Linked DNA regions of Mus musculus: all the other regions are linked to region 4. Evidence: chromatin contacts called from public Hi-C and HiChIP or PLAC-seq data. All regions are on one chromosome and are shown on one strand. The core of a region is the stretch at or near the end of the contact, and the rest is flanking DNA. Distances in the headings are between cores, read along the strand shown. Region 1 holds the start of Emc2 (ER membrane protein complex subunit 2). Region 2 has its middle 110 kb from the start of Gm41316. Region 3 overlaps Gm10373 (predicted gene 10373). Region 4 holds the start of Rspo2 (R-spondin 2).

What was found. A called contact is a pair of places that touch in the nucleus more often than the background predicts. HiChIP or PLAC-seq counts read pairs in DNA pulled down with a chosen protein or histone mark.
Region 1: a contact with region 4 is called in an H3K4me3 HiChIP or PLAC-seq map of craniofacial prominence, with 4 times the contacts expected there. The contact joins the promoter of Emc2 here to the promoter of Rspo2 in region 4. A contact is called at or near these places in 8 of 39 promoter capture datasets (the 3T3-L1 cell line, 3T3-L1-derived adipocytes, cranial neural crest and 4 more), 2 of 484 Hi-C or Micro-C datasets (embryonic stem cells and forebrain), 2 of 115 datasets of contacts at active chromatin or transcription factors (craniofacial prominence and pancreatic cancer cells) and 1 of 9 other capture datasets (adipose tissue).
Region 2: a contact with region 4 is called in a Hi-C map of embryonic fibroblasts, with 2.6 times the contacts expected there. The contact joins the enhancer-like site here to the promoter of Rspo2 in region 4. A contact is called at or near these places in 9 of 39 promoter capture datasets (the 3T3-L1 cell line, 3T3-L1-derived adipocytes, cranial neural crest and 5 more), 4 of 484 Hi-C or Micro-C datasets (adipose-derived mesenchymal stem cells, embryonic fibroblasts and fibroblasts), 1 of 115 datasets of contacts at active chromatin or transcription factors (embryonic stem cells) and 1 of 9 other capture datasets (liver).
Region 3: a contact with region 4 is called in a Hi-C map of the C3H10T1/2 cell line, with 3 times the contacts expected there. The contact joins the enhancer-like site here to the promoter of Rspo2 in region 4. A contact is called at or near these places in 4 of 39 promoter capture datasets (the 3T3-L1 cell line, embryonic stem cells, hippocampal neurons and 1 more), 6 of 484 Hi-C or Micro-C datasets (the C3H10T1/2 cell line, adipose-derived mesenchymal stem cells, cortical neurons and 2 more) and 1 of 9 other capture datasets (adipose tissue).

The regions. Positions count from the first base shown.
Region 1 is chr15:43,475,317-43,478,698 of GRCm38.p6, reverse strand. Emc2 (ER membrane protein complex subunit 2) reads right to left here and starts at 1,470. Exons shown (of 11, transcript NM_025736.2): 1 at 1,374-1,470. The coding sequence starts at 1,413. It overlaps Gm10373 (predicted gene 10373), which reads left to right and starts at 1,663. Exons shown (of 3, transcript NR_046064.1): 1 at 1,663-1,731.
Region 2 is chr15:43,608,534-43,612,452 of GRCm38.p6, reverse strand. No RefSeq gene overlaps it. Among named protein-coding and RNA genes, the nearest start is that of Gm41316, 110 kb to the right of the region's middle. Within about 2 kb of position 2,397, at least 25 of the 459 cell types and tissues checked have an H3K27ac peak or open chromatin away from gene starts, as enhancers often do. A contact at or near this core is called in adipose-derived mesenchymal stem cells and embryonic fibroblasts, where this site is marked.
Region 3 is chr15:43,458,599-43,462,297 of GRCm38.p6, reverse strand. All of the region lies in intron 1 of Gm10373 (predicted gene 10373), which reads left to right. Among named protein-coding and RNA genes, the nearest start is that of Gm10373, 17 kb to the left of the region's middle. Within about 2 kb of position 1,502, at least 4 of the 459 cell types and tissues checked have an H3K27ac peak or open chromatin away from gene starts, as enhancers often do. A contact at or near this core is called in the C3H10T1/2 cell line, where this site is marked.
Region 4 is chr15:43,168,497-43,172,257 of GRCm38.p6, reverse strand. It overlaps Rspo2 (R-spondin 2), which reads left to right and starts at 1,440. Exons shown (of 6, transcript NM_001357956.1): 1 at 1,440-1,886; 2 at 2,263-2,527. The coding sequence starts at 2,434.

The sequences.
Region 1 (3,382 bases), core at 221-2,720, 310 kb before region 4:
TATACAGAGAAACTCTGTCTCGAAAAACAAAAACCAAACAAACAAAAAAAACTATCAACCAACAACAAAATCTTTTCTCTCAGGTTAGAAGCTAACTGACCACTTTAAAAATAATTTCTTCTTTCATTGCTCAACAAATTACACAGCAGTCACTATTCCAAATCTAGTTATATCGCTATACCTTAGAATGCCCACAGGACAGCATGAAGCTACGCAGAATCATTTTGCTTGCCAACAGTAACATAATCTTTGTCCTTGATTTGTACACATTAACAGATTTTAAAAGCTATCCTTCACATACCTTAAAAATATCACTTTTCAACAATCTTAAGGTATTTATAACATGTTTAAAAGCATTGAAAGGAACACCTACTAACCTATCTACTTTACAGTGGAAGGGTATGTGTTGACATGAACCTTTTAAAAATGAATTGACAGGTCTGTTGTTCCATTAAACTGTAAACTCTTTGAACATTTGTCTTATATGACATAAAGAACTAGGACTTACATTTTTTATTCAATATAAAATCTTTTCCTTCTTATACTATTTGAGATTTATTTGCATTCAAACAATTCATGTAAATTTCACTCTACATGTTAAAGATCCCACAAAAGTATTCAATGGGCAAACTAGCTACTGAAGTACACTGTACTGTGCCAACTGCTGGGAATATGGACAGAAATCTCATGCTTTTAAAAACACCCATTTATTTTCTTAAGCATGACTCCCACCAACGTTTTTTGAAAGAGATAACAGCTCATACAGAACTGATCCAAGATTTAAATATTTTATTTAAAGATTCTCCACTCTTGGTCAATCAGACAGGATAAGACTATCACATGTGAACACATACCTCCAATTTAACCAGTTACAATCTCCTTCAGAAAATGAATTAGTTGGCAGAAAGTAAGTAGGAAGCTACATTGTGTGTGCTTTAAATAGGACTGGCCAAGGAAGTTAAAAGGGGAGACTTTCTAAACCCATGGAAAGTGCATGTTGAAGAAACAGATCCCATTGGACTATCTCTTCGCTTCAACACATTGATCCCGCCTCCTCGCCTCCCAGAAACCACATGCTGTGTGACAGCCGCAGCTCCGCGTCCCTCCTGCCTCCTAAACAGTAGATGACAAAACCGGTGCGCAGAGAGGCAGGTGGATCGGTGTACGGGCCAGCAATCGCGACACTGGTACGCCGCAGATTGTGGCCGGGCCCAGGAAGGAACCAGCCCCAGTGTCCACTCGGTTCGGGCAGTTCAGGGAGAGCTGCCCGACGGAGGACACAACCGGGTACGAATCTCTCCGGGGATTCTGGGTAATTCTAAACCATTTCCCAGGGCTTTGGGTCTTCCTGCACCCTCCCCGCCCAAAATTACCTTCCCAAGTCACATCGTAACGCTCAGTGACCTTCGCCATCTTCCTAGAACCCGGAGTCGGCGAGGAGAGAGGGCGGGGAGACGCAGCACTTCACCCGCGACCGGGAAGTGGCAAATGACGAAGCCAGTTTTTATTGGTCGATAGCGGGGAGTGGGCGGAATCTTCCTCTCATTTGTAAACCACTCAAGAGGAGAGAGGGCGGAGCCAGAGAGGTCTGAGTGGCCAGACTAGTGGGAAGAAGCCGGAGAGGCGGGGCCGGAGGGCGGGGCGAGGCGGGGCGGGGCCAGCGGGGAGCTGAGGGAGCTGCTGAGGAAGGAGTCTGTGACAGACAGCTGAGGCTGAGGTACTTGGGCTGAGGTAACTTTCTACTTTTACTGCAACTTTAGATAACTATCTACTTTTCCTGCGATTTTATCAAATGTAATGTCTTTAGTGTCTGCCGCTCCAGGTTTTTTTATTTTCCTTTAGCTAGACTCATTCAATTCTTTCACAGTCCTCAATGATACCTCAGCCTTAATGAAGTATCATTGACAAAAGAATATATATATATATATGTATATATATATGTATATATATATATATATACATATATATATATATATATGGTGTATAGGGTAATGATTTGAGATTATTACTACAATTAATTAACTTATCTATCTCTTCTAATAGTTACCATGTTGGAAGGTAATAGCTTTTACCAAAATATCAAATATATGATGTGATACTATTGTTGACTAAAATCTCCATATAAACAAAAAAGTTTCTCCTCAGACTAAGCAGACTTAAAAAAATATTTCATTCAAAACAATATTAAATGCTTCAGTCAAATTCATACCAATGCTCTGATAAAACGGAGCAGTGTAAATATTATCCCATACTGTTTCTTTCTCTTTTTTGCTTTTCCTCCATCCTTCTCTATTTATCTATATCTATCTATCTCTATGTCTACCTCTATCTCTCCTTTTCCTCTTTCTCTTTTCTTATACCCATTCCTCTTACTTTTCCATTTCTGAAAGCTCAAATGCAGACCTACTTTAAACTTACCTCTTCATTTTAGTCTATCATTAACCAAATGTCCCACACGCCCCCCCCCATTTTTGCTTTTACTCAATTATTTAAAATCCTATGTGGGCCAATCTCCTCTACTTCCAGTATAACAGCCCAATACTTATTGCTAGTCACACTGCAGTTGTGACCCTTTTGCCTCCCTTCCACCCATACTATCAGTATACACAGTGCCATTGACTCACCACTTCAAGAACTAATATTTAAAAAGCATCCATTTTATACTCATTTTGTATTCAGTTATTATCTACTGTTATGAAAAATGGGTTAGTTACTGAATAGTTGCAAACAGGAAATATTCAAACTCAACCCTCAGCAGCAGTCAAAAGATAGAGCCTGGTACCTGGAACACCAATCTAACATAGCACTGCACCACAGCTGACCTCCAGTCTTAAGCAACAATTTGACCCCCTAATAGTCATATCCCAGGAGATAAACCTAAGAAGCATGAAAATTTAAGACAACTTGATACCGCCAAAAATTACCAACCTCATTCAAATGGCCTCCAGCAAAAATGATTAACATAGAAGTTCATATACAGAATTTTAAAAATCATTTTAAATATGGCACAACAACTCACAATGGACTCAAGAATTATCACAGAGAATACAGACAGCAAAATGAAATAAGGAAGTTCATGTATGTTGTTGAAATAATTTAATAAGGAGATAAAATACTGGAAAAAATAAAACCAGAATGATAATGGAAGTAAAAAAAAAAATAGGTCGGACTCCAAAAAAACAAATAACCCCATTAAAAAATGGGGCTCAGAGCTAAACAAAGAATTCTTACCTGAGGAATACCGAATGGCTGAGAAGCACCTGAAAAAAATGTTCAGCATCCTTAGTCATCAGGGAAAAGCAAATCAAAACAACCCTGAGATTCCACCTCACACCAGTCAGAATGGCTAAGATCAAAAATTCAAGTGACAGCAGATGCTGGC
Region 2 (3,919 bases), core at 1,148-3,647, 440 kb before region 4:
CAGCTTGGGAAAACCCAGGAAACTATTTGTATTGCTTCATGCAAAAGAAAAAAAAAAAAGGTTATTTCCTAACCAGTGCCTATGCTGATGAGACCATGTGGCTCTCAAAAAGTGACTTCTTTCCAAACACAGTTGAGATTCTCACTCTAGCCTTACTGATATTCCAACTTCCTTAGAACTGAAATGACTGACAGTGCTGGGTGGTTTTGTGTATCAGCTTGACACAAGTTATAGGCATCAGAGAGGAAGGAGCCTCAGTTGAGAAAATGCCTCCATGAGATCCAGCTATAACACTTTTTTTTTTTTTCAATTAGTGATTAATGGGAGAGGGCCCAGCTCATGGTGGGTGTTGCCATCTCTGGTCTGATGTCCTGAGTTCTATAAGAAATCAGAAAAAGCAAGCTATGGGAAGAAACCAGTAAGCAGCAGCCCTCATGGTCTCTGTAGCAGCTCTTGCTTCCAGTTTCCTGCCCTGCTTGAATTCCTTTCTTGACTTCCCTTTTGGTGATGAACAGTGATGTCGAAGTATAAGTGAAATAAACCTGTTTCTCCCTAACTTGTTTTTTGGTCAAGGTTTTTCATTGTGGCAATAGAAACCGTAACTAAAACAGTAACTCTCCAAGAAAGCATGTTTATTTTTTCATACATTCAATTTATGGTAATTTGAATGAGAATGCACTCATAGCCCATGTTGCTGAATACTTGGTCTCAAGTTGATGGAACTCTTTGAAAAGGATTGGAAGTGGAGTTTTGCTAAAGGAGATGTGTCACTGTGGTGTGCTCTGAGGTTTCTAAAGCTCATGCCACTCCCAGTTAGCTCTACCTGCTTTGTGCTTGTGGATCAAAATTTAAGCTATCAGTGAAAACTCCAGTGCTATGCCTGTCTGCCTTCTATCATGTTCCCTAACATAATAGCCATGAACTCTAATACTCTGGAACCATAAACTCAAATTCAATGCTTTCTTTCATAAGTTGCCTTGGTCAGAGTGTTTTCTCATGGCAATAGGAAAGTGACTAAGAGAAATTATTTTTAAAATCCTAGAAGTGAAAAAGTAGATGCAACAACCTACTTTAAATCCCTTAAATGCTCAACAAAGGAAGCTTCCAATAAGCTCAGGGAAGGTCCCATCTCTTGCTTAAGGCAGAAGCCCCTGCAAACTTGCTAATGGTGAGTAGACAGGCATGCAAGGACAAGCACAGAAAACCAACAGCAGCTGAATTTTAGTCCCAAAATAGACGCTTGTGGTTCTCATATTATTTACTTCAAATTGCATATGCATCTTTGAAGGATTACTAAATAATGCATTTTGCAGATACTGGAAATGGGAAAACCTCATTAGATCATGCAGTTCTTTCTCTTTTCCCTTCTCTTTATGTGTCTAAATGACTTCTCTAGTTTTGTATGATTAGTGGGATTTGGTCATAATGAAACTGTCAACTGTTTGGAAGCACTTACTTAATCATGTTAGTAAGGGACAGATAGGATGTGCCATAACTAAGTCTATAATTGTCCTTGGAGATTTATTTCTATCTACTATGTTAGGAATAAATATGACTCCATGTTGGTTCAAAAAGTACTGTGCTATTAAGAAGACTTTTTAATCTATTGGAGTCTGAAAGACATTAATATCTGACCATTCTTCCTTATTTTAAATTATCGTAAAGTTCCTCTCCCATTCTTCCAAGAAGCCATTTACTATTTACAAATAAATCAGCAAAAATGAATCAATTATACACAAAAGATCCCTTTGACCAAACACACTTGATTTCCATGTGGCTAGGTGCCATCTTTTCTGGGCACATGAAAATTAAGTGGGAACAATTTGTTTAAGCTTCCACTGCCCTTCCCAAAATAACAGAGATCAATATCATCACATCTGCACCCGGACAACATGTATCTAAGTCCTAGTCTACTATTTACTATTAATAATATATTAGGAGTTTTACCTACTCTCTTTTGGCTTTATATTTCATCTGTGAAATTACATTAGTAACAACTTCAGCCTGTGGGTATCCTTGTAAAAATTAGGAGAATTAAAAGAGATGAAATACATTAAACAAGTGTTCAAAATATAGGAGTAGTTATTAATTCTTTGAATCAACTTGATTGGGCTACCAATTTGTGATCAAAAGATAATCCGGGTGTCTTTAGAGAAATTATTTGAACAAAATTAGCATCTAAATAATAGGCTGAGTTATACATATTGACTTTTCTAAGGCTTGAGAGAGAATTCTTCTTGCCTGACTGCCTTCAAGCTGGAACATTGGATTTTCGAGTCTCTAGCCTGCCAAGCTTTCAACAAAACTATACCATCTGGTTTCCTGGTTCCTAGAGTGGAACTAAACCATCATCTCTCCTGGGTCTCCAGCTTGATGATTCACTATGCAAGCCTTAGACTCTCTCTCTCTGTTACAATCATAAACCAGTTACTTATAATGAATCATCGAACAGAAGGGCAGGCATGCATGCTTGGTGAAAATAGAAGATCTCATATTTAATCCAGACCTACTAAATCAAAATTGGTTATACAAAATCCTCTAATTAGCTTCTGAGTCTATTATCATCATTTTTAGTTATAATATTATTATGTTCTCTAGCCACAGCTACTCTCGAGGTTGTTTTGAGGTATCCCTCATGTAGATGTAGTTATAAAGAATCTTAACTCTACTCTCCTTTCAAACATCTCTGCAGAACTTCAGCTTTTCTCAAAAATATTTCAAAGCACACTTTATGAATGAGGGGTGCCTAATATATGTGGCTCTATGGCTTCTTAAGGTATCATCAAAATAGTTGCTTTAGGCTGAATTTTGCCCCACCCCAAGAAAGACAGATGTTGGATTCTTAAGCCCTGGCTACAAAGAATGTGGGAAATGGGGTCTTCAAAGATGGGACAGACTTAAAGAAAACTTTGTTCTGAGTTTGGATGGGCTATAATAGTGCAACTAGTACTTACATTTTAAAAGTAGGAAATTTGACAAAGGCATAAAAAAGACCCATTGGAAAAAACACTGAATGAGGAGGGATGCGGATGCCTGAGTGATGTCTTACAAGGTTAGGAGTTCTGAGGACCACTGGCAAAACCCAGAGCTGGAAGAGGTGTATGGCTACATCTCCAGGTGTTGATCCTGCTGATGCTTGGATATCAGACTTTTAGCCATGAGAAAATTGATTTTGTTGCCTTAAGCAACACTGTGCTGTGGGACTTTGTAAGCACTACTCTAAGAATTTAATGCAGTCTTGCTTCTTTTGGCAATCTAACTGCTATAGAGCTTGTTACTTCAAGCAGAGGGTGGCTCACTTATTCAAGGTATCAAAGCTTCAGCTCTACTCTAGTGATAGTGAGAGCAAGTGAAGGGGATCACAGAAATCCTTTCCTCTTGCCCTCTCATTTCCATAGAAGATCCTTACGTTCTAGATGTTCTCCAGCTCTTTGCCTTTTAATTTTGTAGAGTTTTCCATTTTTACCCCTCCTCTATTTTGTTTTCTTAGCCCAATTCTTTGTGAGGCTCGGACAAATTACACTTTCAGTGACACCACATTATCCTACATTCAAACTCACTCACAGGGAGTAAGAGAAGTAAGAAGTAGTCATGAGCCAGTGCTAAGAGAGGACCAGAGTAAAGCAGTTTCTTCTAGACAAGACAGGACTGATGATTTCATGATCTCAAAGCAGCCATGGTCCCTCATACAAGATCAAGCCAGTCAATATTCTATTATGGAGGAGGGAAGAGTCCATGAGAATCCACCTCAGACTGGGGAGCTACCTATGGATAGGTGATGACTTTTCGGGAGGGAGATTCAGATTTCTTTAAAGGTGTGGCTCCTGTTAGGTCAAACATGGGTCTATGGATGGTTTCACACACAGGACTTCAATGGACAGTGAAAATGTAAACCGGTGGTGGGTTATTAATTTTTAAA
Region 3 (3,699 bases), core at 253-2,752, 290 kb before region 4:
AATGAAAAATAGCAAGTGATTAGAATCTACATTAGGATAGACAGGAATAACTTTGAAGGAGCTCATATTCTTTAAAATGGGATTAACTTTTTATTATTTATCAAACTGGATCCAAAAAGTTTTAGAGTGCTCCAGTTGTGTGGTTTATTCAATCAATTTGCTATCTGCAGATATTATGAGAGACTAAAACAATTTCTTAAAGTTAATAGTCTTTATGACATTTATTCGGTGTTCATTATTTAATAGTACAGAGTGCCATACTGTGTTAATTGATTTTGTAATACTCATCTTCTCCCCAAATTATTTATGTAGAATTGATTTATTGATTTGTTCTTAGTCATAGAGAGTTAAAGTGCCTCATGACGCATAGCACAATATATTTTCCAGGACAATTATCTATTAAAGAAAACTGCTCTCACTACAACAGCTATATAGAGATTTATCATTTTTATAAGTCATAATGTTACTATTTATAATTATTTAAAATCATAATCCATTTTGTTTCTAAAAGAACAAATGCTCCTTAATCTTTATTTCATTTCAATAAATTTTCACTCCAACCCAAGAAAAGAAACTTAGAGCTTTGTTTACCAAAAGTCAAGTGGACATGGACTTGTTGGAGGACAATACCAAGCATTGTTTTTAATACATTTCTAAAGGATTGTATGTAATTTAATATCATGCTTTAAAACACAAAAACCCAACTCCCTTTTTCTGTCTGAACTATAACATTTTTGGGCACTTTTAACATTTTTGTGCTTTCTGTAATTTGTGATGTGTATAGATTTAAAACACTCGCCATAGATTTCATATCCAGTTACTTCAGAAAGCAAAGAAGAGTCTTTGGAATCATGTTCAGTGAGGTCATTTCAGCCCTTTCACAGTAGAGTTCATACTGGTGATTACCCCTCTGTGCCACAGTTGTGAGAGAGAGGAGAAAGTACATCCAGAAAGAATACACCCAGAAATTTCTCCCACAGGGGTCATAAATTAGAGCTGTTTCTTCTCTTTGAGATTTACAACCATACTTGAGTCCACTTTTTCTAACAATTTTTGTTTAATTTTCCCATAGTGCATATTCTATTCAGAGACATGCATACATCTGTAAATGTAACAGTCCTCGTGTAAAATGTAAATTCAAAACTATCCATTGTGAATACTGAATATGCAGAAGTCCCTCAGTACAAGTACCATGACCCAGTGGTCCCTAGAGAAACCCTGCCTCTAGTTTGCCACAAAACTATAGATTCATAACTTGAAAGAAATGCCCATAAAAGTACTTATTTCAGTAAACACTAAATATTAGTTTATGCATATGCTAATAATTATGTGCTATTCTATTACAGATGTAATTTTCATTTTGGGGGTAGTCCCTCTCATAAGTGAGTTGGTAGTAGCATTCTACATACAAGCTACTAAATCATTCTCTAAGACCTATAATTGTGAACTGTCCACCCTGGCCACCAGCCACAAACCACTTACTTTACTGCTCCTCATTTTCTTTCACTGATCACACTTTTGCCTAGAATTAGCTTAAAGGCCAATAGCCACACTGAGCATAAGGTCTCATCTTTCAGCTCATAAATCACATGCCGCTTTGCTCGTAAGAGAGCAATCCTTAGTCAACTCCATAGATTTATTTAGGTAAAAGGCCAATTCCTTGGTAGAATCTTTCCAGAAAATGTGCCCACCTTCCAAGTGCGTTTCATCAACCCCATGATACTTTACCAGCTTCTCCCCTGGGAAAGCATGTGCTCCAGTTTTAGGCATGTTTAGGCAATGTAATTTTCACTTAAAAATTCTTTTAAATCAAATTATGAAATAAGAACCAACATAAATGTGCTTTAAATGCTACCACTTAATTCATATTGTTACCACTTCATTAGTTCGCCATGATATTAGTTTCCTTTTGTTCTTTGTATTTCTGGAGTGTTTATTTTGCATCTTAAAATAATAGATTAAAACATTCATCTAGCAAAAAGAAAAGATTATATAGTAAGGGCTTCCATTTCTTTAATTTTATATTAATGTCAATATTTTGAGATTTGAACTATAAGTTCAATGTATATGAGTGCACTGTAGCTGTCTTCAGACACACCAGAAGGAGGCATCAGATCCTATTAAAGATAGTTGTGAACCACCATGTGGTTGCTGGGAATTGAACTCAGGACCTCTGGAAGAGCAGCCATCTGTTAACAGCAGCCTCTTAACCGCTGAGCCATCGCTTCAGCCCTATAAGTTCAATCTAATCATGAGAGAGCATCAAACAAACTCAAATAGGGAATCATCCATTAGTAACTAGTAGTGATCACTTGTAACACTAAATTTGCATTTTCTTTTCAAAGCGTTTAGTTAAAATGTTGGTCTTAAGCATGTTGACAGATGCTTAACAATTTGTTTACTGAGCCCTAGTTTTCTAAAATGTAAACTAGTCATGGTGACACTTGTTAATTATGACAAGAATTATAAGTAGCGAGCATAGAATCCTTCATTCTGCATGGCGACATTTTTTTTTTATTTAGTATTTGTAGATGTTTTCTGAGCCAAGGTCTAATTATGTAGTCCAGACTAGCCTCAAAGTCTTAGTCCTTGCACCTTAACTGAGATGCCGAGGTCACAAGTATGCACAACCACACTGAGCTCAGTAGCAATATTTGAATTGTTAGATACTACTTGTTGAGTACTCTGTGTAAAGTCATCTTTCCTGATCACCTCATTCGCCTACACATAGACCTACAGCATAGATAAAGGACAAGATAGAAGAGGGAAGTAAGTCCTGCTCCCCAGACATACTTATCCTATTCTCTTATAAATAATATGTATACTTTTCAGTAAACTTTAAATCCTTCTTGACATTGTCATGTCATGTTCAACACTTATGCTCAGAGTCTCAGTGAGGATTTGTGGAAAAGCAGAAACCCCATCAAAACATTTATTTTATTTTATTTTATTTTACCAACTTGGGGACTTTTTGGACTGGTGGAGTTATAATGAATAGGGTGTGTGAGAAAAGTGAAACATTTGTCTACTCTCTTTTTAAGTAATAGCCACTATTTACCCTCACATTATTGTATCTTAAAATTCCTCTTTTTAACACCAGGGGAATTATAAGGATTTGCTAGAAAATTCCAGGAAAAGGAGTATATCTATGTTTACCAGAAAACGGTGCCAACTTCCATCTGGAATGGCCTCACAGCACACTTGCAGTAATGCTGACAAAGCTTCTAACGGCATTTGATAGATAACTTGGGACAATAGGAAACAGCATTCACCTATTCTAGAACAACTTTTTCGGGATAACTCTTCCAAATAAATAGACTTGATTCTTACTCTTATTTTCTGTATCTTTAAAGAAACACACACACACACTCACACACTCACACACACACACACACACACACAAAGACTCTGAGAGTGTTGGCACATGGTTTCCAGCTGGGACTTATTTAAATTTTTTTCTCCTCTTTTCTAAGTAAATCTCTGAAGGAGTGAACAGGTTAGAGAGCAAGAGCTACTGTAACTTTGTTATTTTAAAACCATGTTTGGAGGAGAAGGGTTGCTCCAGTCTGATCTAAGGAGAAAAATAAAATTATACTTTAAGTATCTCATGGCACAAATTTGTGGCAAATTTGACTTGAATATATATATATAATTTCATTAGAATAAGAACAGGCAGTGTTGTTATGTCTACAAATATGT
Region 4 (3,761 bases), core at 191-2,690:
TCAGAAGTTTGCACCCTGTGGGCAAGTCTCATGGCTCAATTTTCTTATCAAGGAAACGGCACCAGTAACTTCAACTCTGGCTCACTTAGTCGTTCTCAGGGACCCCAATTCCTAGAACAGAAATATCACAGCCAAATAGTGGAGTGATTAATAAACATGGCTATTAAAGCCCCCATTACTTCTATATGATTCTTCAGTTCAAATTTCTGAGCCCATGCAGAAACTGAAGGAACAAAAGGGAGAATTGAAATAGTACAAAATGTTATTAAGGAGCCTGGGCTGGGCATGTGTTTGTAATCCTAGCTCTTAGGTGGTGGAGGCAGAGGGATTGGGAATTCTAGGTCAGCCTTACTAGGATGAGTTCCAGGTTGGCCTGGGCTACAACCCAATCTCAAAAATAAAACCAACCAACAGCCACTAAAAAGCTACAGTAACAACGTGCCTAGTAACACATTTAAAGAGACGTCTATATTGCCACGTCTAATATTATAGATTCTTATCTTTTGCTCAAAGAAGACATACATTATTTCCCTATATTGCCAAGTCTAACATTATAGATTCTTATCTTCTGTTCAAAGAGGAAATACATTATTCCCAATAGCAGTGAATGTATGGCAGACGATTTCACTAGATTAAAATTGGTAGCACCTAATGTTTTTAATGAGTGATATAGTAAGTAGTTCTCCAACTCAGGGCATTTGAAGTTTAATTCAGACCTTGGGAAACAAAGGAGGGGTAAAGATTAAGAACAAAACAAACTAGTGGTAAACATTCGATTTCTGAAGAAGAAAGCTCCCAATTTTTTGAGTATTGCAAAGTATCACATATGTTTGTGAAATCTGTTGGGAAAAAAATAAAGTAAAGGAAAAAAAACAGCTGTGTGGAAAGGTAAAGGCAATGGGAAATACTAAACTTACTCCTTAAACTGAGCATGCGTTTCAATTTCTGGGGACGTCTGCCTTCAGAGCAGGGCTAGGATTTAAATTTTGGGAAAAGGGCAGAGGTTTGTCTTCTTGTTTTTTTTTTTTTTTTAAAGGCTGAAGTGTTTTTTCAGAAGCAGCAGTCTCATCCTGGCACTCAGGAGGAAAGTAGAAGGTACCTTCAGTTCCCCATCAAATTCTTCTGGAGAAAGGCTAATTGGTGAGGTGGGAATCGACTCCATTGTTCCCGAGAGGACACCTTGGGTGTGAACAGCAAGGGCAGGCCATATCGCTCACCCTAGGTGCTCTTCAGTTTAGACCATCCCTCTGGGAAAGCCGGGTGAGCATTATTTTTCTTACACGAAGCTCTCTGCATGCCGTCAGTACTCTTTAGGACCTCAGGGAAACCCGAGCGTTTCTGGCTTTAGGACCCAGGAACTCTGAGGCAGCCTGGCTTTAGATGTCTTGGACCACAGCACCACCTACTTATAGAAGCATCCCGAGCCTTAGCTTGTCTGCATCTCCATCGGAAAGTGCGCTGGCTACATCCCTTCGGCCTCCGGGCAGTGTTCTGTCTCCCTTAGCTCAGGCAGCGAGAAACTTCAGCTGCGAAGTGGTGGTGGAGAGAGCCCTGGGAGCAGCGACTGGACCCGGACACCAAGAAGAGAGTGGACGCGCCCCTCGACTAGGAATCGCTCTCGCAGGCGGAGACCCAGCATCTCAGCGCCTGCGGTCGCGCTTGCCCGGCCGCGCGCTTTTGCTAGGCGCCGCCAGCCCCGAGGACCCTCGGGGTCCGCGGACCCTTCTGCAGCCGGCGGAATCCTAAAGCTGCCAAGAGCTCCCGGCGGGTGTCCGCAAACTTTTTCCGAGCCCACGTGCTGACCAAACAGCCCGGCTCGCTTCCAGAGCCTGGCATGGAGCGCCGCGCCTAGGCACGCCGTGCAGCCCGAGAGACGCGAGCGCACGGTAGGCGATCTACACCTGGTGCTGGGGCGCTGGGATAGCCCATCCGGGGAGCGAAAGGCTTCAGAGCGCCCCTTGAAAGCCCTGCGCTCGGCTGCTTCTAGAGCGCCTTTCCTTCTGCAGAGCTCGCACAACGCCCTTTCTCCAGGGTCAGAAGGCAGTGCTCCGCAGAGGTTGCTAATTCACTGATTGTAATCACCTTCCTCTCCAAGTCTCCTGCAGCTGTGCCATCTGCGTTAAACTGCTGCGTGGATCGTGCCAGTGAGTTCGCGTCCTCCCTCCCTCCTTTCTTTAAACTAAGAGGCGCGAAGGTGCAGGTACCTCCTCCGGGTTCTCTCAGTCCTCCACCCACCCAGCTTCTCTTTTCCTCCTCTCCCAGGTTCACCGTGGAGGGAGAGATGCTCATCGAGCCAAATTGATCATTGCAGCCGCAGGGCAGTGACATCTGTCTCTAAGTCCTCCCTAGGAGCGCGACCCGCACTGTCTCCTTCCAGGAGCCCGTCATTTCCTCGACTTTTGAGAGGTGTCTCTCCCCAGCCCGACCGTCCAGATGCGTTTTTGCCTCTTCTCATTTGCCCTCATCATTCTGAACTGTATGGATTACAGCCAGTGCCAAGGCAACCGATGGAGACGCAATAAGCGAGGTGGGTCGCGCTCGGCTGAAGGTGCGTGGAGTTCCTGAGTGGGTGGGAGTGCTTATTCACATTTAGGCTTTAGGGACTCGAGGGACAGGACTGTGCTCTGCACCCCAGTTTTTGTGTGGGCTACCACTGACCATTCTCAGGGTCACAGAACTCCACAGAAAGCTTCCTTCTGTCCCTAGTGGGTGCGATGGGACCTTAGAAGCATTGGGAGCTTGATGTGCTGGGCTTCCCTCCCGCAAGCGCCCAGGGATTTATCATGTGGTTCACAGTCTGTGCCACCTCTCCTGAACTCTTCTTTGGATCACATTTCTTATGTGGCACCATTTTTCTAGTTTTCTCCTTTTGTCTTCTTAATCATCTTCCTTGAAGTCCAAGTGTCTTTAATTTCCCGACCCACGTGTGCCCTAAATCCTGCTCCAGATAATTTTAGACATGGTCTGGCGTGTGTGTGTGTGTGTGTGTGTGTGTGTGGAGGGGGTGTTGTTGGGGAGAAATGTCAAGTTGCATGGGAGAACCTGAGTTGCGGAGAAAAAAAAAAGCTACACTGTTCCACTTTTCCGGAACCCTAGCAGAGATGGGAATTTAATGAATTAAGTAGCGACTCCTACTCTGGCTTTCTCAGGGAGTTCTCCCCTACAGCGTGAATGTTTGTTACAAATAAGCCCACATTGCCCTGTTTGTTTTCTCAAAAGCGGCAGTTTCTGGGAAGGGTTTTGTACTCAATGAGATTCATGTGAGTCTTTTTAAATGCTAGCTTCTCCATCCATCACTTGTGTGAAGGGTGAAGGCAGATGGAAGCCTCCAGAAAGATTTCAGAGAATTCAACTTTAGTGTGCACATATTTCTGGACTCCTGTCTTCCAGTCTTACTGGGGAGGGGCAGCTAAACCAAGGGCATTTTTTGAGCCAGACACAATGAAGTTTTCTGTAGCGACGTAAACACGTACAGCATCACACAGACATAGCGTTGAAGTACTAGCACAGGGCCCTTTGTTAGCACCTGAGGAGAGTCAGTTGTCTGACCACCAATTTGGTCTTTTTACACTGATAGAGTTTGTCATGAGGCTTGGAGACCTTGGCTTTGTTTTTCCAGGCTATAAACGACTCTGATGGGATAAAGACTCTGGCCCTGAAGCTAGTTTTGGAGGGATCAGTGCTGTTGTTGACATTTTGAGGGGGCATTAAGCTTTCCTCATGAGCTGAAGAGCTTGGCCTATTCCAGAGCAAAACTTCAC